Regions from separate parts of the Mus musculus genome. Here all the other regions are linked to region 1. A link is a contact called in public HiChIP or PLAC-seq and promoter capture Hi-C data. All regions are on one chromosome and are shown on one strand. Each heading gives the region's core, a stretch centred on a gene start, on an enhancer-like site or on the middle of the called end of the contact. The rest is flanking DNA. Distances are from core to core; before and after follow the strand shown. Region 1 holds the start of Rpl30 (ribosomal protein L30). Region 2 holds the start of Ropn1l (ropporin 1-like). Region 3 overlaps Marchf6 (membrane associated ring-CH-type finger 6). Region 4 holds the start of Marchf6 (membrane associated ring-CH-type finger 6). Region 5 holds the start of Cmbl (carboxymethylenebutenolidase-like (Pseudomonas)). Region 6 holds the start of Cct5 (chaperonin containing Tcp1, subunit 5 (epsilon)). Region 7 has its middle 8.2 kb from the start of Gm32383.

Region 1 (3,057 bases), core at 294-2,793:
CCACAACAGTTGAATAAATTTTAATGTAAAATTTCTGGATTTTCTGAGTTCGAGGCCAGCCTGGTCTACAGAGTGAGTTCCAGGACAGACAGAGAAATCCTGTCTCAAAAGACTCAACCAAAACAAACAAAAACCAAAAAACCCTAATTTGCAGGCCTGGTTCTATTCATACTTCTGTAATACACTAGCTGTAAAAATGTGAGAATAACACAGTTACTATCTCATAGAGTGTGTGTGTTGGCTAAGTAATATGTTTTAGTTTCCGTTTTTTTTCTTTTTCCAAAAGATCAACTCACAGAGATTGCCAGCTCCGGGTGGGATTATAGGTATAGATCATCTCGACCCGCATGACTCATGGATGTTTTTAAAGTTATTTTAATTAAGGGGAGGCAGGGTTGTTCTTCCCTTTCCTAACCTCCAGGGCAAAGTAACTCACCATACAGCTTACCTACTACCCTGGGTTTCCTTTTTCATGCTTATATAAATTTGGTGGCACAGGTGCTTGTGCAGTTGGGCAGAGGTCACAGGTCAACTTCTGGGTACTTACTCGGTAGTTGTCCACCTTATTTTTCACAAGATCTTTGAGACCTGGAGCTGACAGGTTAGACTAGGTTGGCTGGCTAGCCAGCCTTGGGGAATCTGTTCCACAAATGGAGTTACAAGTGTGCACAACCATGCCAGACTTTTGGGGGCTGGGGATTGACAGAGAGGTTTAGGCATAAAATGCAGGTCCCCACGCTTGCAAGGCAAGCACACTTTACTGACTGAACAATCTCAACAGCCCTGGGTTTTCGTTGGTGCTAGTGCGTAAATAGTAGAGGCTTTCAAGGTTTTTTTTTTTTTTCCTTGAATGCTACATTTATACAACGGCCCAAGTTTCGTAGCAAAATGATTTTTTAAATTATTCGTATTGCGACTATTTCTTTACTTCTGTATACGTATGTGAGCATTCAAGCGCAGGCCAAAGAAAAACCTGCTGGACTTGGCGCTCCCCTCCCACCACGTGGGTTTGGAACTCATTCGTCTACTTAGCGACAAGCGCATTTACCCGTCAGCCACTTCACCAGGTTTTTTTTTTTTTTTTTTCAATTGTGGTCCCTGTGCAAAGTAGGCTCCCAAGTACACGGTATAAAACCGCCGCAAAAGGGGTGTGTGTCCTACGGAGCGGCAAACAGGAAGATCAGCGGCGGGTGGACAGAGATGCCTCCGCTCCTGGTGAGCAGTCACGGGGTAAACCGGCGGCCCGGGGTCCTTCCGGAGCACGCCCAAGACAACGTCAGGCGGAGACCAGCCCAGGAGAGGCCAGGTCGCTGCCGCCTCGCCACGGAGCCCTGGGCCTCGTCGTCAGCTCCCATCGAGCTCCGGCTCTCCGCGGTGTCAGCCCGCTGCAGCAGAACAAACGCCCAGAACCGAAGGCCGGAGCCCAGACGCCGCAGCAGCCCAGCCTGCGTTGTAACCCGGTCCCCATAGCAACCAACTACCGCAGACTACTCTCGCAAGCGCTGTTCTGCTTGTGACCCGGACCGGCTTCTCTTCCGCTTCCGGTCCCACAATCCTCTGTCGGCCTAGAAGAGCTTTGCATTGTGGGAGCTCCTTCCTTTCTCGCTCCCCGGCCATCTTGGCGGCTGGTGTTGGTGAGTGAGCTCTGCGGGGTAAACGATTAGGCGGCTCGGGGAGCTCCGCTAGCTGGTGTTTGACGCTCTGGATTATAATCCTCTCTTCTGTCCTCTGTGTATGCTAGGTTGGGGGTTGTCCCGCACCTAAGGCAGGAAGATGGTGGCCGCAAAGAAGACGGTGAGTGAAGCCGATCGGGCCCGGAAGCCGGTTCACGTGGAGAGCTGGGTCGGGCCGGGGCGGATAGATTTGAGCACACTGGGTGGACGACTTGTCGCTGACGTTTCAGGGTCTCAAAGTGAATCCGAGAGGCTCTTTGTATGGTCTCAGACATCATGAAAGGGTTCAGTTCCAGAAATCTGGAACTGAGTTTGGTTTTAGATGACTGCAAGTGGTGTTCAAGTCTCAAACGTTTGCATTGTAGAAAAAGTCTCTGGAGTCGATCAACTCTAGGCTCCAACTTGTTATGAAAAGTGGGAAGTACGTGCTGGGCTACAAGCAGACTCTGAAGATGATCAGACAAGGCAAAGCGAAGTTGGTTATCCTTGCCAACAACTGTCCAGCTTTGAGGTAATGGAGGGAACCTGGATGTGTGCAGCCTATTGTAAATTCACTGTGCAGTATCCAGCATTGGGAAGAAGAATAATGATGGTTGCTTTCTGATGTTTGGACCTTGCTTTGTGTGTGTTTTTTGTAAATGTACCTTTGAGGCACGTTGTGTGACAGGAGGTATACAAATGATACACGCAGACTGGGGGAAGCCCGATCCCGAATTTTTCAAGGTTTGAAGTGTTAACACTCCGCTTCATGTGCCTGTTTTAGTTTAGAAAAATTCTGGCTGGATTATGGAGGTGATGGTATCATGAAATCACCTATTTGGCAGGGTCCAATTTTCTGAACACGTTCATTCTTGATTAACTATTTTAACTCGAACCTAACAAGTATTTTAAGTAAGCTGAAGAAGCTTGTGTAGTATACGCTCCTTGATTTTTCTATGGCAATTGTACACCTCTTCAGCCTTTTATGTAGGTGTCTATACTTAGTGGCAGAGTTTGGAATGTTTGGTCTTATTTTAAACCTTTGCCAGTCGATTCATAGTGGCAGCGTAGACATTCATTACTAAATTACAAGCTCAGACTCAGTGGGTCCAGGCTGGAGCTTCAAGTTCATTTCTCATAAGCACTTTGGAGCACTGTTGGTATGTGGGGCCACATTCTAAGCTCAAGGTTCTGTGGAACTTTCAAATCTTAACAATTTGTATCCTTTAACTTGGCACTGAAGTATTTATTTTTTGGGTAATATTATCAGCAGCCCTTATGTAGTATTCACTGTATAGTAGGTGGTTTAAGAGGGCTTACTTTTTTAGGTTTCTGACCCTCCACTCCACCTTCCTATTATTCTTTGCCTTCGTTTGATTAAAATGGAGTATATACTTGTTGCTGA
Region 2 (3,057 bases), core at 147-2,646, 3.0 Mb after region 1:
GACCGCTGAGGCCTAGCTGCTTCCTCAGTGGGCTCGTTAGGTCTGCACACATACACACCTAGTCCTCCATCAGCCTCCTGCTGCTACTCTGCAAGCCTTTAAAACCATGGGTAGACTGTCAGCAAGGCACAGGCCCCTCTGCATCACTTTATGTTGTTTAGCCATTGCGTTGGGTTTTTTTATTTTGTTTTGTTTTCTTTAATCTCCTTTGCTTATACAACCGTGCCTAAGACTTTCTTTCGGCTCGTTCATTTATGCTTTAGGATGTACTTGGAGGAGGAAGGAGCTTCTTGCTCAGGAACCACACCCATTTTGCTTAGGTGGCCATTTCCTTGCCATAGTGTATCTGGTAAAGCAGACACTTCCGTATGTATTCAGTGGATTCCACACAACGGGGCATGGATGCTGAAATTAAAAAAAAAAAAAAAGTGAAGTATTTGGACTGGTAACAGAATGAAAAGCAAACATTCACACTACAGATACTGTACAAACGAACTAATAGTAACTTATGTAGGGAAAAAAAAGGTCAATGTAGGCTAGGCTCACTTTTTTTTTTTTTTTTTTTTTAGATACAACAGCAAAATATAATTCACTTAAGAAAACAAAAGCTGAATTGTCACAATTTATACCTGAGACTTTTAAGAATAAAAGGAACAGACACCTGCACACCCAGATTGTTTTACAATCTTTTCCGCTTCACCAGTCATGTGGTGGTGGTGGTGGTGGTGGTGGTGGTGGTGGTGGTGGTGGTGGTGGTGGTGGTGGTGGTGGTGGTGTGGGTGGGAACAGACTTGTTGCTTCTTGAAGCGCTAAATGTTGCCCAGGCTGGTCTCCAATTCCCAGCTCAAATGAACCCCAGCCTTGCGAGTCTCGCAGTCCCCACATCAGATTTTAACTCTGTTGGTTTTACCCGATTGTGTTGTTTTTCTTTGGAGACCATGATAGAGGTTTTAATAAAAGTTAACCTACCAAGCTACATAATAGGCATTATTATTTACTCCTTATGCCTATCCCCCCCCTTAGGATAAATATTGCTAAGTCGTTAGAAAATCCTGTAGTCCCCAGATAAACGCTCATTTCTGTCAACAGTGTCTGAGAGTCCTTGTTTTCCCATTCTATTAACTAAATGTTTTTTTGCCAAGCTGCTTTGGTTTGGAAATGTGTATTCATACAGTGGGTGTGTGGACCAAATGGAGTCACACGCCAAGCCGAGACCCTGGTCGAGACCTCTTGGGGTTCGGATTAGCGCAACCTCCGCGTTTTAGGAAAACAAGCTGTTTTATGGCGCTCTCCGCTCTGTGGTCACTCGTTGGTCACAGAGGCCAGCCGGACGTCCGCCCCTTGTTTGCTGAGGCTGTGCGCATGCGCAGCTCGGGTTGCCTGGAGACCGCACGCCACAATCGCGTGCTCTATCCGCTCTGGGCGGTTGGGCCTCAGTTTCCTGAGGGGGCGGAGCAGTCCCTCCCCGCCGCCCGCTGCGCTGACCCTGCCTCTCCTCCCCGCAGCACAACGTCCCAGGCCGCCGCGGTCTCCCCAGAACGATGCCGCTGCCCGACACCATGTTCTGCGCGCAGCAGATCCACATCCCCCCGGAGCTGCCGGACATCCTCAAGCAGTTCACCAAGGCTGCCATCCGTACGCAGCCGGCGGACGTGCTGCAGTGGTCGGCGGGGTAAGGCCGGCCAGGGAACCTCACCCCGTTACCGAGTACAGACGCCGACGTTGTGGGTGTAGACTAACAAAGCTTGCACACCAACCGCGGGGCAAAAAGTGGCTCCGCTGAGTTTAAAAAAAAAAAAAAATCAGTTACAGGGATGTTATAAATGAAACCGCCCAGAACAACTGAATTATGCCCCCACCCACCCCCAAATGAGGCAGAGGTATGTGAAAGCTGCCACCTGAGAAAATTGTCCAGCACAGCTCACAGCTAGCGAACCTTCACACTCTAGAAACAAGGACAGGAACCCTTTCAAGGGCCTGACCATTATAATCTTAACACTCATTCTTTCGGTTTTACAAGAGAACTGTGCCACTTTTTAAATCACGAGAATAACTATTTTTAGCCAAAATTTGCTAACTTTCTCTGAACTATATTAGCTAAGGTGGTTTCGTTACTTTTGGCTGTTTTAACAACTCGACTTTTAAAAAACGACAGCTCTGGAGGTAAAAGCAACAAAACATCTGGAGCAGGCAACAGGCGTTTGGGGTGGCTGCTTCCATATCAGACTCGGCTGTTGGAACTTCCTGGCCCTTCTACAATCCGTGGGTTCTCTTCTGCCTTCCTCTCCTGAGGAGTCCTGTGATACATTTAGGAGCCATACCGTTTCTTCAGGATAGTTTCCCCCATCTAAAGTCCTTAATTGTGCAAAGACGCTTGCCATGTAGAGTACCTCTCACGGGGCTTCAGGGGACAGGACCTGGATGTCTTACTTAGCTCCGTCAGGGTCACCTGTGAGCCCAGCGGTCCCTTTGTCAGTTCTCTCAATAACCCCTCAGCGATATTACATATGCTCGAGCCTTAGAGAGAAGGGCTAGGGTGTCTTTATGAAAGTTTATTTGCACTTCAAGTCTCCGCCCCTATTGGCACATTTATTAATACTACAGAGAGAGTTTTTTTGAAGCCTTACACAAGAAATCCCTGATTCATTAGACTGCCGATGAGGGAACAACTATGAATAGGTGTGAATCCACCAAGCCACAGCATTGTAACCGGGGCCTGGACTTTTAGGTCAACAGTTCTGCATCTGTTTCTCTCGTGGCTGTCCGCACCACTCCTTAGCTCATTAACGAAACCACAGAGAGGAGCACAAAAGTCTTAGTAGTTATAGGTGGAGTTGACCCTAAAGGGTGAAGAGAGAGGGGGTTGCCTTTAATCTATTCAGTCTTCACTATCCATGTCCATCTATCTATGTTTCAGATTTAGATGGTTTCTGATAACTCATAGACATACCTGGTGCCCTGGTGCTTAATTTCATGTTCATCTTCCTGGCTACAAGTTCTTTGACTGTGGCTTAAGACCTTGCCTGGCACAAGGCCTCGTGCTGGCCAAATCCGAAG
Region 3 (3,057 bases), core at 171-2,670, 2.9 Mb after region 1:
CCTGCCTCAGATCTTTTCCCCTGCAGTATCTGGGATTACCACTCTGGGCCACCATACTGGGTGGGTATCCTAAGGGAAGATCTAGAAGAAAGTGCATTTGGTAATTGATAAATCCCAGTCTCTAGGTCAACTAGAAGTCATTTACTCAGATGTTCAATTGCAGCCAGTGAAGATGTATGTGTGTCTGTCCATGTGCATACAGTTTTAAAAATGTTTTTTGCCCCTAAGGTAGCCAGATTTATCAGCCCATATTTTATACTGCTTTTGTTTTTGCTTGTGCATCCCCATGCATAAATGTGGCTGAGCATGTGCCATGGTGTGCATGTGAGGGTCAGAGGGCAACTTGGTATGTACCCTTGCCCTCTCCCTTACTGGAGACAGCGTCTTAGATTCTCTGCTGACTGCTCCACAAGCTTCCAGGGGTGCTTCTGTCCCACGTCCTGTTTCCATGCTGGGGCACAGCATTACAGGAACATTACTGTGCCCAGCTTAAGTGGGTCCTAGGAATCCAAAACCCAATCCTTTGCCCACAGAAACTACCTCCTCAGGCCTGTAGTGCTTTCTGAAATGTGGACATTGTAAAGTGAGTTCATGCCGGGCAGTGGTGGTGAATGCCAAGTAAGTGAATTCCTGGGCTTTTCTCTTATTTTAGGCTCCTGTAGGAGGAAATGGTGCAGAAAACCCTGCTGCTGATCAGCCAGCTAACCCAGCAGGTGAGAATGCAGTTCTGGGTGAAAACCCTGATGCCCAGGACGGTCAAGCAGAAGAGGAAGAGGAGGACAATGAGGAGGAAGATGATGCGGGTGTAGAAGATGCTGCTGATGCCAACAATGGAGCCCAAGGTATTGGCTGCTCCATGCCCTTGCTCATTCTTGAGGGCTGCCAGTTATTTTTAGCTTGCACTGAAGATAGAGAGTAATATTTTCATGTTTTATGATACGTTCAAGTTCTGTTTGTGACCTCTTTCTGTTTTGACAAGCTAATATTTATAAACATACATGTATGTATGTAAGTTGCTTTCTGTGAAAGAGGGAACATGTGTATTACAGTTCTTTATACAAGACTGACCTACTGTCCGTCCGTCCTTCCTTCCTTCCTTCCTTCCTTCCTTCCTTCCTTCCTTCCTTCCTTCCTTCCTTCTGTTCGTCTGTCCATCTGTTTGTCTGTTGGGAAAAAATGATTAAGTGCCTGATTCCCCCCCCCCCCCCCCCTTCTTCTTTCATGGTGTTACTGCACTTTTCAAATGGAAAAGAACTGTAGTGGACACTGCAGGCCAGGTGCCACCTCTGGAAACCATTCTTATTTTCTAGAAATGGGAACTCTGGAGGGTAAAATACGTGTTCAGTTGTCAGAGCTCACTGCCTGTCCTCTTCTGTTATCGTTGAGTCCACTTGGCTAGTGTCTGTGTTCATTGTGCCAGACACTTGAGACCAAGTATACAGCTGTGAACAAAATGCCTGGGCCTGCCTTCCTGGGAGCTTCTGGTCTAGGGAAGAAGTAGGAGACATAACATTGTATTGGTGTATATGGGTTGCTCTGAGGATACTGTCTGGTTGGTTGGTTGGTTTTTCAAGACAGGGTTTCTCTGTGTCACCTTGGCAGTTCTGGAGCTTACTCTGTAGATCAGGCTGGCCTTGAACTCACAGAATCTGCCAGCCTCTGCCTCTCAAGTGCTAGAAATAAAGGTGTGCACCGCTACTGCCTGGCTGATGATACTTGTTTTAAATAAATAACGTTTCCCTGGAAGCTCAGAATAAGTGACTTTTGAGCTGAGACCTTTTGAAAGATAAGAAACAAAGTCATACTGGGGAGCAAAAGGCTCTCAGGGAAAGATCCAAGGCTTAGAGAAAACAACACGTGCGGCTGTTGTTCTAGTGCTCGGCAGTCACCTGCTGTCGGCAGCAGCTCTAAGTAGTCTCCGGTTCCTGGTCCCGCCCCATCTGGTGTTCATAATATTCTTCTGCTTTGACTTAAGTCCTTAGATACTTTGCTCCTGCAGTAAGAGTAAAACATAGCACATCCCGCACACTCCTTTGTGTTTACTATTTAATCCCTGTCTGCCTTTCATACTTTTTTGTTCTTGGGACAGATCTTGCTGTATAGTCCAGGCTGATTCCGAACTTGTAATTCATCTGCCTCAGCCTCGTGAGTGGTGGAATCACATGCTTTTTTTTACCACCTGATTCAGCTCTGACATTTTAAATGGACATATTATTTCTAATTGTGTCTATGGTCTCTGGGCTTGTATTTGTGTGTATAGTGCCCTTGGAGACCAGAAGAGGGCAGCTCCCTTGAGCTGGAGACCAGACCGTTGGGAGGCACTGGAGTAGTGTGAGTAGTGCTGGGAGCAGATGGAGTCTGTCAGCATGGCTGGGACTGGTGTTAACCACTGATCAGCTCTGAGCCTGTACCTTTATCCTGTGCTAACTTCGTAATTTAAAGGAGGGTTAATCCCTTACAGAGTGAGTTCCAGGATAGCTAGGGCTACACAGAGAAACCCTGGCTTGAAAAACATTAAAAAAAAAAAAAAAAAAAAAGAAAGAAAAGAAAAGAAGTATGCATTCATATGTAGGACTTAAACCTAGTTAGTAATTTATGTCTTATAAAATTTTAAATGTGGTTCAGCTTCTCAATAGACTGTAATTAAAATTGGTTTTTATTGGCTATGGTTTAGTATATGTTAGTAATCTTGAATGTGCAATTGTATTTTCAGACGACATGAACTGGAATGCTTTAGAGTGGGACCGGGCTGCAGAAGAGCTTACTTGGGAAAGAGTAAGAACTTTCACTGTCACATGTCCTTGTGTTTAATTCTAAGATCTATTTTGAAGTTTGGCATATTTACCTATGAACACAACTTTCATATTTAAATTTTATGAAGACAGTTATTAGGATTTAATTTTTACAGAAAATCAAGTGATGTACAACTTGTAGTAAAGATGATGACAGAGGTCTGTTTTCTGCCTTTAGTACAAACCTTGTTCCATGGAGGCGGTTTGACCTGATACTGTGGACTTGAGAAAAATTAAGTAAAAACTTAAATTTAAACAGGATTTC
Region 4 (3,057 bases), core at 175-2,674, 2.9 Mb after region 1:
CTGTTGGGGGCTTTTTTTTTTTTTTTTTTTTTTTTTTGGTCTATTCTATTGTGTTCTAGTACATCAAGGTAGAAGAGAAGGAAGGTTAGAGGGAAAGGGGGATGTAGACCTTTTTGACTACTCCTGATCATTAGGGGCATTGAGTTTCTTGAGATCAGTCCAATCTTCCACAACAGGGCATCTCCAACGTCTCATTAAGCAACAGCAACAGGAGCAGCAGGAACCAAAAACCTCCTCCTCCTCTTCTGCTTCCTCCTTCTCTTCTGCCTCCTCCTCCTCTCCCCACTTCTTCTTCCTCAAAGCACCTCCCACTGCTCTGGAGACTGCCATTTAGATCACTCCCCTCCTAGAGTACGAGACAATCATAGTTAACGGTTGTGGCCCATCTGAAGCAGCCCCATATCCCACACCTGGGGTTAAAACAAAAACAGTCACATAACTTTTTTTTTTTTTTTTTTTTTTTGGTTTTTTGAGACAGGGTTTCTCTGTGTAGCCCTGTAGTCCCGGCTGTCCCGGAACTCACTCTGTAGATCAGACTGGCCTCCAACTCAGAAATCCACCTGCCTCTGCCTCCCAAGTGCTGGGATTAAGGGCATGCACCACCTCTGCCCGGCCAAAATTCCGTTTCTTGAATCTACTTTCCGTTATGTGCACGTTTAAGCATCCGGGTTGGAAACACTTTTCTTCTAATCTGTACTATCTTATTTAGAGAAAGCTCTAAGGATTATGTGAGGAAGGTGGCCTACTGATGCGAGCAGGTCTGAGTCTTTCATCATTCTTTCATCAGCCATTTAGTTCTGGCCAGGTAAGCTTCCCTTAATTGTGTCGCCATCTGAACCCATTTCCCTTAGAGGTAGATTCAATGTTGGCTTTCAGCTGTGAAGACGTGGTCTTTCCACTCAATTGCATAAGCCTCCCCAGGAGAGATTCTGATAACCTGGATGCTCGTCTTTTTCCATCTTAGGGATGCTTCTGTAATTCTTTCAGACGTGCCTCAGAACCACTCAAGAGCGGAACCAAAAATGCTCGTTCCGGGGCCGACTCTGAACGCCCCGGGAGTGGCGGTCGGGTACCCCAAGCTGGGACCCTTTGTCCCCCACACCCGCTCCGGCGGGCGGGCGGGCGTGCGCGCCGGGCTCGCTCCCGCCGCTCCGCGTTCCTTTTGTCCCGGAACGCGCCCGCGCCGCCGCCGCCGCAGCCGCCCCTCCGCGAGGTGCCTGCCGCCTGCCTCTAGGTTTTCAGTCTCCATCCCGCGCGCAGCCTTCGCCACCAGTCAGGCCGTGTTTCGCACCCCGCCCCCGCCTCCGCGAGCCCGGCGCGAGCGCGAGCGAAGGCGCGCGCCGGATGTGACGCGCAGCGCTCCGGCGCCCCGCCTTTTCCGCCGCGCGCCCCGCCCAGGCCCGTCGCTCGGCCGCGCGCCCCTCCCCCCTCCCCGGCGCTCGCTTTCTGTCAGTCGCTGTCCCTGTCCCCCTCGCCCGCGACCGGCTTCCTCTCGCACCCGAGCGCACGCACTTGCCCGGCCCGCGTCCTCTTCCTCCTCCACTCCTCCCGCCCGCCCGCCCGCCTTTCCCTTCGGGCCCCGAGGCTCTGCCGGGTCGCGGGCGCCTCGCGGCTGCGTCACCGCCGCCCCCCAGACAAGATGGACACCGCCGAGGAAGGTGAGGCGGCGGCGCCCGCGCCCTTGCAGCGGCGCCCGCGCTCCAGTCGGGCCGAGGCGCTCGCGGCGGATCCCGCGGGCAGTTTGCTTGCCCGGCGGGCGGGCGGGCGGGCGGGCGGGCGAGCGCGCGGCTCGAGCTGGTCCTCCAGCGGGCTCGGATCGGAAGGTGACCCTCTGCGCGCCCCCCGCCGGTTCCCGCGGGCGACGAGGACTCAGCCTCGGCTGGGACACTGGGGTGCCAGGACTTCGGTGTCCGAGACGTGGGGTGCCGGGACGTGGGACATCCCGGACGTGGGGGTGTCGCGACGTGGGGTGCTCGAGACATGGGGATGTCGGGAAGTGGGGCGCTGGAGACCATAGGGTGCCCGAGGCGTGGGGCTGCCGGGGACTTGACGGTGTGGAAGATCGGGGCCCCGGCCACCGCCATCCCGCGGTCCGCGGAGGAGGGGGCCGCAGTGCGAAGTCCGGGGGCGTTTCCACTCCCCTCCCCCACTCGTTTTTCCCCCCTCCGTGTTCGAGTCTGTTTGCTGTTGTCCTGTAGGCCCAACCTCTGCCACACAACTTCTTTGTTGACTTTGAAACTTCGCGGAAAATACCCCGCGAGGTGACGACTGCTGAGTGGACTGAACTGACCCCTGCTGCAAAATCTTGCTCTCTGTTTGCCTTACCCTAACTGCACTGACCAGACCCGAGAGGGGACGGTTTCTAGAGACTATTGGAGGAGGGAAAGGCGAATATTTAGGTTTCTTCTAAATCCTTGTCACCACAAAGCAAGGGTTTGTTTGTTTTGTTTGTGGACGTGTACTTTGGATGCGGTTGTTTTGAATTAGCAGAGAACACGAAAGAAAAGCAGCCACATGGGTGTAGAAAGCAGCCGCTTACCTGACGTTGTGGCAAAGTGTTTTAAAGCAGTTTTTAGAGGCACTGATGTATTAGTGAGTCTGTAGAGGAAATTATTGATCATGTACTTACTAGTGCAGATACTTACTGTTTAGATATATTCTTGTTCGAATGAGCGTTCTTTTCAACCTCAGGCTTTATTTTACCGACTTTACATGCAATCGAACCATCAAGCACTTGTATTGAAGTCATTAGAGTAATAAAAAGTTTAGTAATAATGTGATGAGTTGATTTTTTTTAAAAAAAAGTATTGTTTACAAAATATGCACAGGAGGATTGATTCACTTTGACGTTCCCGACAGCCCTGCGGGGTGGATGTGTGTTACCTTTCGTGGCTGTGGAAATGTAGGCTTATTTAATAGCTTGGTTAAGGTTCACACGGGTGGTAAGAAACAGTTGACCCTATTTTCATTGTTTGTCGCTGCCACTTCATTATGCTACAGTACGGTTCTATTCAATGAGTGAAGCTAGTTGCCATTGCAGAACTTTGGGAAAGAAAC
Region 5 (3,057 bases), core at 277-2,776, 2.9 Mb after region 1:
GGGTCTTCCCTTGCTGGATCTAAGTCTGCTCTTTGTGACATCTTTCTCGAATCAGCTAGAACATCAGTCCCCTCTGTCGTGACTACCATAAACCCTCGGCTGTTTACACCTGGATGAATGTTCACCTTTTGTGGAAGGCTGTCTTTTAGGAGCAAAACTCTATCACTTTCCCTGCCCCCTGGAAGTCAGACACAGCAAGAAAGCATGTCTCAGAGTACAGATTTCCTGATTTAAAGCTCTGAGGATTGGTGTAGCTCAGAAGTCAGATCACACAATGAACTTGTCCAAAAGAAGTATATATATATAGAGATAGATAGATAGATAGATAGATAGAGAGCCTTAACAAGCTCAGAGTGCACAAACAAGATTGCAGCAGGAAGTACCTGCAAAAAGGAGTCACAGACATGGGCTCAGAGTACAAGGGCAAGTTTGATCCTGTAGAAAGCTGGTGTTTAAGGAGGGAGGGGCTGGCAGCCTGCCAGGTTAAAGGTTGTAGAAACTTCACTGCGCCTGATTTTGTGTCCTGCCCTGAGGAAGGCAGAGCCAACTCCTAGCCTTGAGTGATTCTGCTGTTCCCTCCCCCAAGTACTTAGTTTTCCTGACCATGTGCACGGTCTGCAGCAGGTCCACGGTTTGGACAGCGTTAGATAGAAAACTAGACCTAAGCGGCACATAGAGACCTCTTTAATCATGCCAATCACTGCCATGCCTTTGGTCTGTTCTCTCTGTTGCAGGCCCAGCAGGCTGTCCCGTGGTGTGTGTGTGCCCAGGGCTCCATTCTGACTACCTTGTTTTAAACGGACTCTGGGGACAACAGGTGTCCTTTTCTGTCAGCAAGTGGATATAAACTGCATCGGCCAGTCTCTTTAGGACCTGGGCCAACCCCAGTGGCCATGGAGTGTAAAACCACACTGTCTTGGCAAGATCCACCCACCATCTAGGATGTCATATTCTTATATGACAGCCTGTCTTTGCTTCTATCCACCCAGAAGAACTGTTGCCAGACGTGGGTACTGAGTTTAATGCAAATATGCTCAGTTTGTTCATGATTCCATCTTCACAAAACAACAACAACAACAACAACAACAACAACAATATAATCAAAATGCCCAGCCTAAAAATAGTATTTAAGGTCAGGGAAGAAGGGTTCTTCTCAGGGACGTGAGTTTGACTACAAACTCTCAGCTGTTTTTAAAAGCAAACATCTGAATACCTACAGAAAAATATCCTCAGAAGTCAAGGGTGGGCACCTAGGGCTGGCTGTGGTCCTTGCCATTTTTGCCAGGACAGTATATATGGCAGCTCATTTTGGAAAATGATCCTGGAAGCGCCTCACATCTGCACCAGCAAAAGCCCTTTTCCTGCAAAGCCACAGGCAAGGTCCAGCAGGTTTGTCTGTCCCCAGCGACCAGCACCTACCTTGTCTAATGGTGAAGAGCAAGTCAGCAGGAGGCAGACGCCCTGGAGCTGACCCGGTAGGGAGGGACATGCAGAAGAAGGGAGGAGTCTCAGTCTGCACGGGAAGTGGACACTGCTGTGGCAGTGTCCTGCATTCCCGGGAAAAGCCGGGGGAGGGGCAGGTCCGCAAGGACCGCGAGAAGGGGCTGGATCCTGGCTCCCGGATGGAAGCAAGAAGGCAGGGTAGGAAGAGTGGTGATAGGAGGGAAACAGAGGCCTAAAGAGGCAGGGAATGAGCCTGGCACTCTGCCCTGGGCCTGTCTACTGGGACGCATACTTCTCTGTGGTCAATCACAATCGGGCTATTTCAAGCACTAAGCTACTACATTTGTGTATTTACCCCAACTTACATATAATCTTCTTGTGGCTTGGGTGGTTTGTCTGTGAGGAAGGAAAGTAGTGAAAGAAAACGTTGAGAAAAGAAGATGGAGGCATCGCCCAGGGAAGAGCAATGAAACCAGTGTTAATTTTCCGGTGCTGTCTCTTGAAGATGTGGGTGCTGGCTCAAGGCCTAGCTCTGGGCAGCGCTTGTCCTCAGGGCAAACCAATAACATAAACCGTGCCTTTGCTGAGAAAGATGGATGAAATCTAAAGCCCACGAGCTCCGTTAAAAGTCTCAGGTGGGACAGGATTGCTCTCCCTGTTTCTGAAACTGTCAAAAAATGCATACAATGGAGTGGGGAAGCTGCCTCTTAGTGTTCCACAAAAGCAAAACATTTTCTCTAAGATGGAGAGGTGGGGGTTTTTTTCTGGTTTTTTTTTTTTTCTTCTTCTTCTGTTGTCTTGTTGTTTGTTTTGGTGCTTGTGAGGGAGGCTCAGTTGTGTTTTTGTTTTCACTTATTTTTTAACTTTTAAAATGTATTTATTTGTATTTTTATGTATATCGGTACATTGGTGTTCTGCCTACATGCGTGTTCACGTGAGTGTAGACAGTTGTGAGCTGCCGTGTGGGTGCTGGGAATTGAACCCAGGTACTTTGGAAGAACAGCCAGTGCTTTTAACCACTGAGCCATCTCTCCAAGCCCCTATTTTTTTTGTTTCATTTTATGTATATGGTCTCTTGCCTGCATGTATGTCAGCATGACTGGTGTCACCTGAGACCAGAGAGGGAAGTGGACCCCTGGAATTGAAGCTACACATCCAGATTGAACATGGCCAGCAGAAAAGACCGGGCCATGAGAGGAGAGAGAAAATAGAGTAGGAAGGAAGAGAAGAGAGGAGCAAGGAGGGGCGGGGCAAGAATGGAAAAAGCCAAGAGAGGGGCGGGGCAAAAGAGGAAAAAGCCAAGAGAGGGGCGGGGCAGGAGGGGCGGTGCAAGAGAGGAAAAAGCCAAGAGAACCAAGGGAAAGGGAAAAGAACCAAGAGAGTGCAGAGTCTGTAATGGTGGGGCGACATAGGAAAAGGAAGTTGCGGGAAGGGAAGCAGTCCCTATGATTGAGAGGTTTAGGTAGGGGCTGGGGTGAGAAGAGCCACAAGTACCAGTGAGCCTGGAGGGCTGTGTGTGCTTCGGTATGCTAATAGCCAGCCATTTGCCCTGAGTTTCTTTGGGACCTGACACATGCATGATGTATGTATGTATGTATGTATGTATGTATGTAT
Region 6 (3,057 bases), core at 286-2,785, 2.8 Mb after region 1:
CGTGCAAGCAAGAAGAGTGGGAGCGGAGCAGCCGCCTGACTGGAAGGCGGTCTGTGACCCACGTGGGAATCTGCTCGCTCCTGCACCACGTGGGACCGAGACCTAGCACAAGCGGTCAGGCTTGGCAACAAGCGCCTTTACTTGCCGTGCCATCCTTGAAGTCTTTCTTGAACCTAGCTTGATGTCCACCAACAGTGGAATGGATACAGTGTGGTGTACATACACACAGAGCTTTATTCAACTGTAAACTAATGACTCAGAACCATCATGTTTTCGCTCAGATGCAGAATCTTGTTGTATACAAGTGTGTGTGCTGTGTTGAGAGGGAAGACCAGGAGGAGAGAGGATAATGAGGACAGCTTATAGGTCAATGGCAAGGTACAATTACATATATATATATGAATGAAAATGTCACAATGAAACCTTGTTTGTGTTAACTTTAAAAACCTTGTCCTGACATAATGTCAATCTGTGTCATGTAACAGCACAGACCTGAAAGCTAGCCTACTGTCATACAGGTTATATGCACTCTAATTTTGAGTACCTAATAAAAACAGACAATACGGCAGGGACAGTTTCTGTTCTGTGGGGTACGAGTGGAGAGACTGGAAACTCGTCACAAATAAATCCGAGCTTATAAAATGAATCGTGATTTCTGGCAGACGTACCGTGCAGTTACCCTTACGGGGTATCTTTCTAACAGCAAAACGCTGAGAACAAGAGACTCTGAGCACCAGCCGGTGCTACTTTGTCTCCACCTACAGTACACGCGCGGGGAAGGCCCAGGATCTGTGTAACCTGGGAAGTTAAGGACAAATACTATGTGCTGACGACCAGGCACGTCCAGCAACCTTGTGAAGTAGGCATTATCATTATTATTATTATTATTGTTTTTGTTGCTATTATTTTGTCATTATTGTTGTTGTTATTGCTGTTATTATTGTTATTATTATTATTATTATTATTATCTTTGCAGACAAGAAAACAAAGCTACAGGCTCAATAGCTTCCAAGCAGCAGCTCGTCCACCGCAGGGTGGATTCCAGCCGACCTAGGATCGGGCTGAGCAGTGAGTCTTGTGCACGGAGGTGCGGACAGCAGCCCCCAGCAAGCACTGTGGTAGCCACGACCGGCGCGGGACGGAGAGCACCGCAGCCACGCGCGCCCGATCCCCACAAGCGCCCGCGCCACAGACAACTATATCGCCCGCCGCCAGGCCGGTCAAACCTCACCTACTCGCTCCATCGCGCGTTCCGGGGAGACCGGAAGTGGAATCTACCAACGTCTTAGAGCCCGGGCGGCAATCAAAGAAAAGAAAAATATCTTAAGGAAATAAGCTCCCCGCTGCAACTCTGGATTCAAAAACTTTGAAAACTTAAATCCTTGAATCAGTGACTACATTATGTCTAGTATTAGCATTTGTGTGCTAGACGTCGCCTTCTAAGTTTCGAACACCCCCCCCCTCGGTTCGTGGAAAACGGACGTTCCCAACAGCGGCCGATTCCAGAAGCTACTCTGCGGCGTAAAAAAAGTCACTGTTGAAAAGTAAGTCGCGGGGTCTGCACTGCGCATGCGCGGGATTCTGCGTCCTCTCGCGAGAGGGAGGTGCGGTGTGTCTCTCTTCCCGAGTGGTCCCCGCTGGTTACTGGAGGAGCGCTCGTTCTAGTTCGTCCACCATGGCGTCCGTGGGGACCCTCGCCTTCGATGAGTATGGGCGCCCCTTTCTCATTATCAAGGACCAAGATCGCAAGTCCCGTCTCATGGGGCTTGAGGCCCTCAAGGTAACGGCCCGGAACGCGAAGCCGCGGGATGAAGGGAGTGGGCCGGAGCGCTTGTGCGCCTGCGCTGGCGAGAGAGCAGCTCGGCCATGTGCTGGCCCGAAAGCTCGAGAATCTCCGGTGCCGGGGAGCCCCTTTGGGCTCTAGGGTCACATCCCCGCTCTGGCTGCGGGAGAGGGCGTAGAGGCCTTCGTCCCACGGTGGGGTAGGGAGAGCGATCCGCCGCTTCAGAGCTGGGTGGGGTCGCATCCCCAGCTCACCGGGCGGGCGAGCAGGCCTGCGCCGGTGCATCTGTAACATCTGTAAGTCGCTTGTCCCTTAGAAGCGGGGCTGTCCCGAAAGGGAGAAAACTAGTGAGAAACGTGCACAGGACAGACCGAATGGCTGCTTGTAGGAAAGGGACCGTAAAGTCCCTTGGGCCAGAAAACGCATGGTGGTGACTTTTGGAGTGGAAGGAGAGAGTTTCAGTGGAGCACAGTTGGCCGCAATTGAGGATAGTTTCCTAAAGGGAAACAAAGAAGTTACCCTGAGGGAAGGCAGAGCCGAAGTGTTGAGTCGGAAGGCATGTCTCACAGAAGGAGAGGAATAAGAAAGGCTACCCAAGAGCCGGTGCTAGGCCCCCAGAGGAGAAAGGAGTGACAGTCACTGGTGTTGCCACAAAAAGCTCAGAGGAAGGAGGGAGCCCCATTTTAGGTTGTATTGTGCCAGTCGTGCCTCCAGGTTTGAGGTGCCCTGGTTGACCTGGTGTTAGGGAAATCCCTCGGTGAGTTCTCTATCAAACCGAATTTCTGACAGGTGTTTTGGAGTGGCTGCAGAAGTGGACATAGCAACTGAGGCCTGGTAGATGCTTGGTTCTCTTTGCCTTCAGCTTGTGCGCGTTGTGTGTTGACTTGTGTACTGGCTAGTTTTGTGTCGACTTGTGTACTGGCTGGTTTTCTGTCAACTTGACACAGGATGGAATTATCACAGAGAAAGGAGCTTCAGTTGGGGAAGTACCTCCACGAAATCCAGCTGTGGGGCATTTTCTCAATTAGTGATCAAGGGGGAAAGACCCCTTGTGGGTGGTGCCATCTCTGGGCTGGTAGTCTTGATTCTATAAGAGAGCAGGCTGAGCAAGCCAGGGGAAGCAAGCCAATAAGTAACATCCCTCCATGGCCTCTGCATCAGCTCCTGCTTCCTGACTTGCTTGAGTTCCAGTCCTGACTTCCTTTGGTGATTAACAGCAATGTGGAAAGTGTATTCTGAATAAATTCTTTCCTCCCCAATTTGTGTCTTTGTCA
Region 7 (3,057 bases), core at 238-2,737, 2.8 Mb after region 1:
TCAAAATTTAAAACTCCTGCTCTGCAAAAAGGCAGTGCTAAATGATAAAGAGGAATACCAGACAGAGAGAAATATTGGCAAAACACAAGCCTGATAAAGAATTTGTCTTCTAATTAAAGCCCTATCAAAGCTCCATAAGAAATAAATAATCCAAAAATTTAAAGACACAAAAGCTTTGCAGAGATAATTCACTCAGTGCAGCAAAAGTGTTCCATGGTGTTAGTCACATCATGAGGTGTTCCATACTGTATGGCTGAGAAGATGTCCCACGGCTTACATCAAAGGAGGCAGTAGAACACACTAGGACAGGTGGGGAGGGCTGAGGTGGGAGCACCCGCCACTCTCCCAAGCTGCTAGACACAATCTGCTGCTGCCTATAAAGCTGGCCTGTCCTGAGCAACCTTTCTCCCAGTCATTTTATTTGTAATCATCAAAAAAAGCAGAAGGAACGAAAAGAAAATGAGTCTCGTTCTACTGATGAACAACAGGTCAGCAAACTGGAGCAACATCCACACGGTGGACCCTACTCAGTGGCACGAAGGAATCTCAAATGCATGGGCCTCAGAAGGAGTCAGTTCAAAGAGCTCATCTCCGTGACGTCACTCAGGCATCATGGGCAAGGCAAAGCACAGGCACAGAAAATGGACCAGTGATTGCCAGGCAGGACCCGGGGACAGAAGCCATCTTCAAAAGGACACAAGGGGATCGTGTAAATAATGGGTTCGTTCTGTGTCTTAATTGTGGTGCTAATTGCATGACTCTGAACTGTCAAAACTCACAGTGCTGAGCTAAACGGTATGAATTTCTCCATGTCAATTATAACTGAAATGTTAAAAGTGTACGGCTTTTATAAATTACTAGAATTGCCTTCAAATGTGAGGTTGCATTTCTGTAGTGTTTGTATGTGTTGCCATTATCGGGCTATGCACAGAAGATGTTCCAATTTCTTAGGGCAGACTATTCATTTGACTGAAGACTGACAGAGAAACATCAAGCCTGCTGGGAAACCTCCTCCCACTGTGGGAAAAGAGTGCTCTGAAATTGCACATCCCCGTCCCTCCTCTCCCGTCACATACAAGCCCAGCATAAAACCTTCTTTCTTGTCTGTGTTCTGGCAATAGTTCATTTGCTTTATCATAATTCATCTGAATTGTTTCATGCTTGCTGGCAGTTTGTAGGATCTGGCCAGTAGTCATCTGGATGATCTGAAATCTCTGTTTATTGATATCAGTCTGGACATAATCTCCTATGTTTGATAGCAGAGTGAGGCTTTCTGCTTGAAGTGAGGAAAAAAAAAAAAAAAAAGCAGAACCATCTGTTTTCCCAGAAACGCTCTCTGCACAGGATCAAATTTCATGTCTTAAGTGGCACCAAATTTTTAAAAAGAAAAAAAAATACATGAAGAAGTAAAGAGCAAACAACCGAACATACAACATCCCCACACATAAGCTGGCTGACCAAGCCGAGGAGAGCATCAATCTACTGCACACTTATCTCATCCGGAGAAGTGCTGAGCGCCGAGCAGCTCCTCTTTGCTTCTAAGCACTAATGGGGGAAATGTTTTCCTCTCATTTACTGAAAATAACAGAAATGCTGTATCAGCAGATGGGCCACGACACAAGACACACACCGGAAACAAGACGCTGCCTGGCACATTGTGAGCAAGACAAAGAGGTTTCCTTAGGGCCTCATTTTTGCAATCTGAAGTTGAATTTTGAAAAAGTAAACTGTGGAAGGAAAGGGCCTCCTCCCCCGGGAAAGAAAGAGTGTGCATACAGACAGAATCCAGAGGTCTAAGACACACACACACTGAAGCCACACCAGACTGGATGTCAGACAGAGGACCAGAGGTCTAAGACACACACACACACACACACACACACACACACACACACAAACACACACACACACACTGAAGCCACACCAGACTGGATGTCAGACAGAGGACCAGAGGTCTAAGACACACACACACACACACACACACACAAACACACACACACACACTGAAGCCACACCAGGCTGAATGTCAGGGAGAGGAAGGTAAGAGCAGCCTCGCTCTCCATCAGATGGAAAACTGTTAAATAGAAGAGAATTAGTTACACGCAAATAAAAGCAGGACTACAGCAAATATGAAATTCATACCTCTCTTGGAATATACTACCCCAGAGTACATATTTTAATTAACATAACAAAGAAAAATGGTTAGTAGTAAAAAAAATTTCTCATAGTTAATCATTTGATAAAAGGAAATTTTTATATAAAAATTCTAAATTTCAGGCCAGTTTGCTGCCAAAGCTGCCAGCCTGAGCTTGACCCCGGGATGTATACAATGAAAGGTCCCAGATCCCACAAGTTGCCCTCTGACCTCCACGTGCTGTACACTACACATAATGAACAAATTAACAGAATTTAACAATTATACATTCCTGGGACTGGAGAGGTGGTTAAGAGCACTGACTGCTCTTCCAGAGGTCCTGAGTTCAATTCCCAGCAACCACATAGTGACTATAGCCATATGTACTGGGATCTGATGCCCTCTTCAGGTGTATCTGGAGACAGTGACAGTGTACTCATGTATGTTAAATAAATAAATATAAATATAAATACATTATAAATTCCTAATTTGAGTCCATTATCTCAGGAAGAAGCTAATGCTGCTAGAACGCTGTCTTAGGGTTTTATTGCTGTGAACAGACATCATGACCAAAGCAACTCCTACAATACAGACAACATTTAATTGGGGCTGGCTTACAGGTTCAGAGGTTCAGTCCATTATCATCAAGGCAAGCGCACAACAGTATCCAGGCAGGCATGGTGCAGGAGGAGCTGAGAGTTCTACATCTTCATCTAAAGGCTGCTAGAAGACTGACTTCTGGGCAGCTAAAACGAAGGTTTTAAAGCCCACACCCACAATAAGACAACTACTCCAACAAGGCCACACCTACTCCTACAAAGCCACACTTCCTAACAGCGGCACTCCCTGGGCCAAACATATACAAACCATCACAAACTCCATGGTAAAAGAAACATCTAGAAAGTCAAACAAATAGCCAGGCA

The links. Promoter capture Hi-C pulls out the DNA fragments that hold promoters and counts their contacts. HiChIP or PLAC-seq counts read pairs in DNA pulled down with a chosen protein or histone mark.
Region 2: a contact with region 1 is called in a promoter capture Hi-C map of pre-B cells. The contact joins the promoter of Ropn1l here to the promoter of Rpl30 in region 1. A contact is called at or near these places in 4 of 39 promoter capture datasets (hippocampal neurons, liver, pre-B cells and 1 more), 2 of 115 datasets of contacts at active chromatin or transcription factors (astrocytes and large pre-B cells) and 1 of 9 other capture datasets (adipose tissue).
Region 3: a contact with region 1 is called in a promoter capture Hi-C map of liver, with 4 times the contacts expected there. The contact joins the enhancer-like site here to the promoter of Rpl30 in region 1. A contact is called at or near these places in 6 of 39 promoter capture datasets (3T3-L1-derived adipocytes, the C10 cell line, cranial neural crest and 2 more) and 1 of 115 datasets of contacts at active chromatin or transcription factors (large pre-B cells).
Region 4: a contact with region 1 is called in a promoter capture Hi-C map of pre-B cells. The contact joins the promoter of Marchf6 here to the promoter of Rpl30 in region 1. A contact is called at or near these places in 10 of 39 promoter capture datasets (the 3T3-L1 cell line, the C10 cell line, cranial neural crest and 6 more), 2 of 484 Hi-C or Micro-C datasets (CD4 T cells and pre-B cells), 4 of 115 datasets of contacts at active chromatin or transcription factors (astrocytes, embryonic stem cells, pro-B cells and 1 more) and 2 of 9 other capture datasets (adipose tissue and liver).
Region 5: a contact with region 1 is called in an H3K27ac HiChIP or PLAC-seq map of embryonic stem cells, with 11 times the contacts expected there. The contact joins the promoter of Cmbl here to the promoter of Rpl30 in region 1. A contact is called at or near these places in 1 of 39 promoter capture datasets (liver), 1 of 484 Hi-C or Micro-C datasets (CD4 T cells) and 3 of 115 datasets of contacts at active chromatin or transcription factors (embryonic stem cells, large pre-B cells and stem cell-derived neural progenitor cells).
Region 6: a promoter capture Hi-C map of pre-B cells shows a contact between it and region 1, with 9 times the contacts expected there. The contact joins the promoter of Cct5 here to the promoter of Rpl30 in region 1. A contact is called at or near these places in 11 of 39 promoter capture datasets (the C10 cell line, HPC-7-derived erythroid cells, cranial neural crest and 6 more), 6 of 484 Hi-C or Micro-C datasets (CD4 T cells, CD8 T cells, myeloid progenitors and 2 more), 4 of 115 datasets of contacts at active chromatin or transcription factors (astrocytes, embryonic stem cells, large pre-B cells and 1 more) and 3 of 9 other capture datasets (adipose tissue, embryonic stem cells and liver).
Region 7: a contact with region 1 is called in a promoter capture Hi-C map of hippocampal neurons, with 8 times the contacts expected there. The contact joins the enhancer-like site here to the promoter of Rpl30 in region 1. A contact is called at or near these places in 5 of 39 promoter capture datasets (3T3-L1-derived adipocytes, hippocampal neurons, liver and 1 more) and 1 of 115 datasets of contacts at active chromatin or transcription factors (large pre-B cells).

The regions. Positions count from the first base shown.
Region 1 is chr15:34,441,762-34,444,818 of GRCm38.p6, reverse strand. It overlaps Rpl30 (ribosomal protein L30), which reads left to right and starts at 1,543. Exons shown (of 5, transcript NM_001163485.1): 1 at 1,543-1,634; 2 at 1,742-1,794; 3 at 2,039-2,184. The coding sequence starts at 1,774.
Region 2 is chr15:31,452,028-31,455,084 of GRCm38.p6, reverse strand. It overlaps Ropn1l (ropporin 1-like), which reads left to right and starts at 1,396. Exons shown (of 5, transcript NM_145852.2): 1 at 1,396-1,672. The coding sequence starts at 1,542. It overlaps Gm49208 (a long non-coding RNA gene), which reads right to left and starts at 1,414. Exons shown (of 2, transcript XR_003951491.1): 1 at 1,173-1,414; 2 at 1-405.
Region 3 is chr15:31,493,789-31,496,845 of GRCm38.p6, reverse strand. Marchf6 (membrane associated ring-CH-type finger 6) reads left to right here. Exons shown (of 26, transcript NM_172606.2): 7 at 653-842; 8 at 2,714-2,775. Among named protein-coding and RNA genes, the nearest start is that of Marchf6, 36 kb to the left of the region's middle. Within about 2 kb of position 1,420, at least 2 of the 459 cell types and tissues checked have an H3K27ac peak or open chromatin away from gene starts, as enhancers often do.
Region 4 is chr15:31,529,404-31,532,460 of GRCm38.p6, reverse strand. Marchf6 (membrane associated ring-CH-type finger 6) reads left to right here and starts at 1,424. Exons shown (of 26, transcript NM_172606.2): 1 at 1,424-1,658. The coding sequence starts at 1,640. Gm41287 (a long non-coding RNA gene) reads right to left here and starts at 1,357. Exons shown (of 3, transcript XR_875101.3): 1 at 524-1,357; 2 at 1-346.
Region 5 is chr15:31,567,302-31,570,358 of GRCm38.p6, reverse strand. Cmbl (carboxymethylenebutenolidase-like (Pseudomonas)) reads right to left here and starts at 1,526. Exons shown (of 6, transcript NM_181588.4): 1 at 1,420-1,526.
Region 6 is chr15:31,600,324-31,603,380 of GRCm38.p6, reverse strand. It overlaps Cct5 (chaperonin containing Tcp1, subunit 5 (epsilon)), which reads left to right and starts at 1,535. Exons shown (of 11, transcript NM_007637.3): 1 at 1,535-1,780. The coding sequence starts at 1,676. Atpsckmt (ATP synthase C subunit lysine N-methyltransferase) reads right to left here and starts at 1,265. Exons shown (of 5, transcript NM_026546.3): 1 at 1,232-1,265. The coding sequence starts at 1,244.
Region 7 is chr15:31,625,946-31,629,002 of GRCm38.p6, reverse strand. No RefSeq gene overlaps it. Among named protein-coding and RNA genes, the nearest start is that of Gm32383, 8.2 kb to the left of the region's middle. Within about 2 kb of position 1,487, at least 38 of the 459 cell types and tissues checked have an H3K27ac peak or open chromatin away from gene starts, as enhancers often do. A contact at or near this core is called in hippocampal neurons, where this site is marked.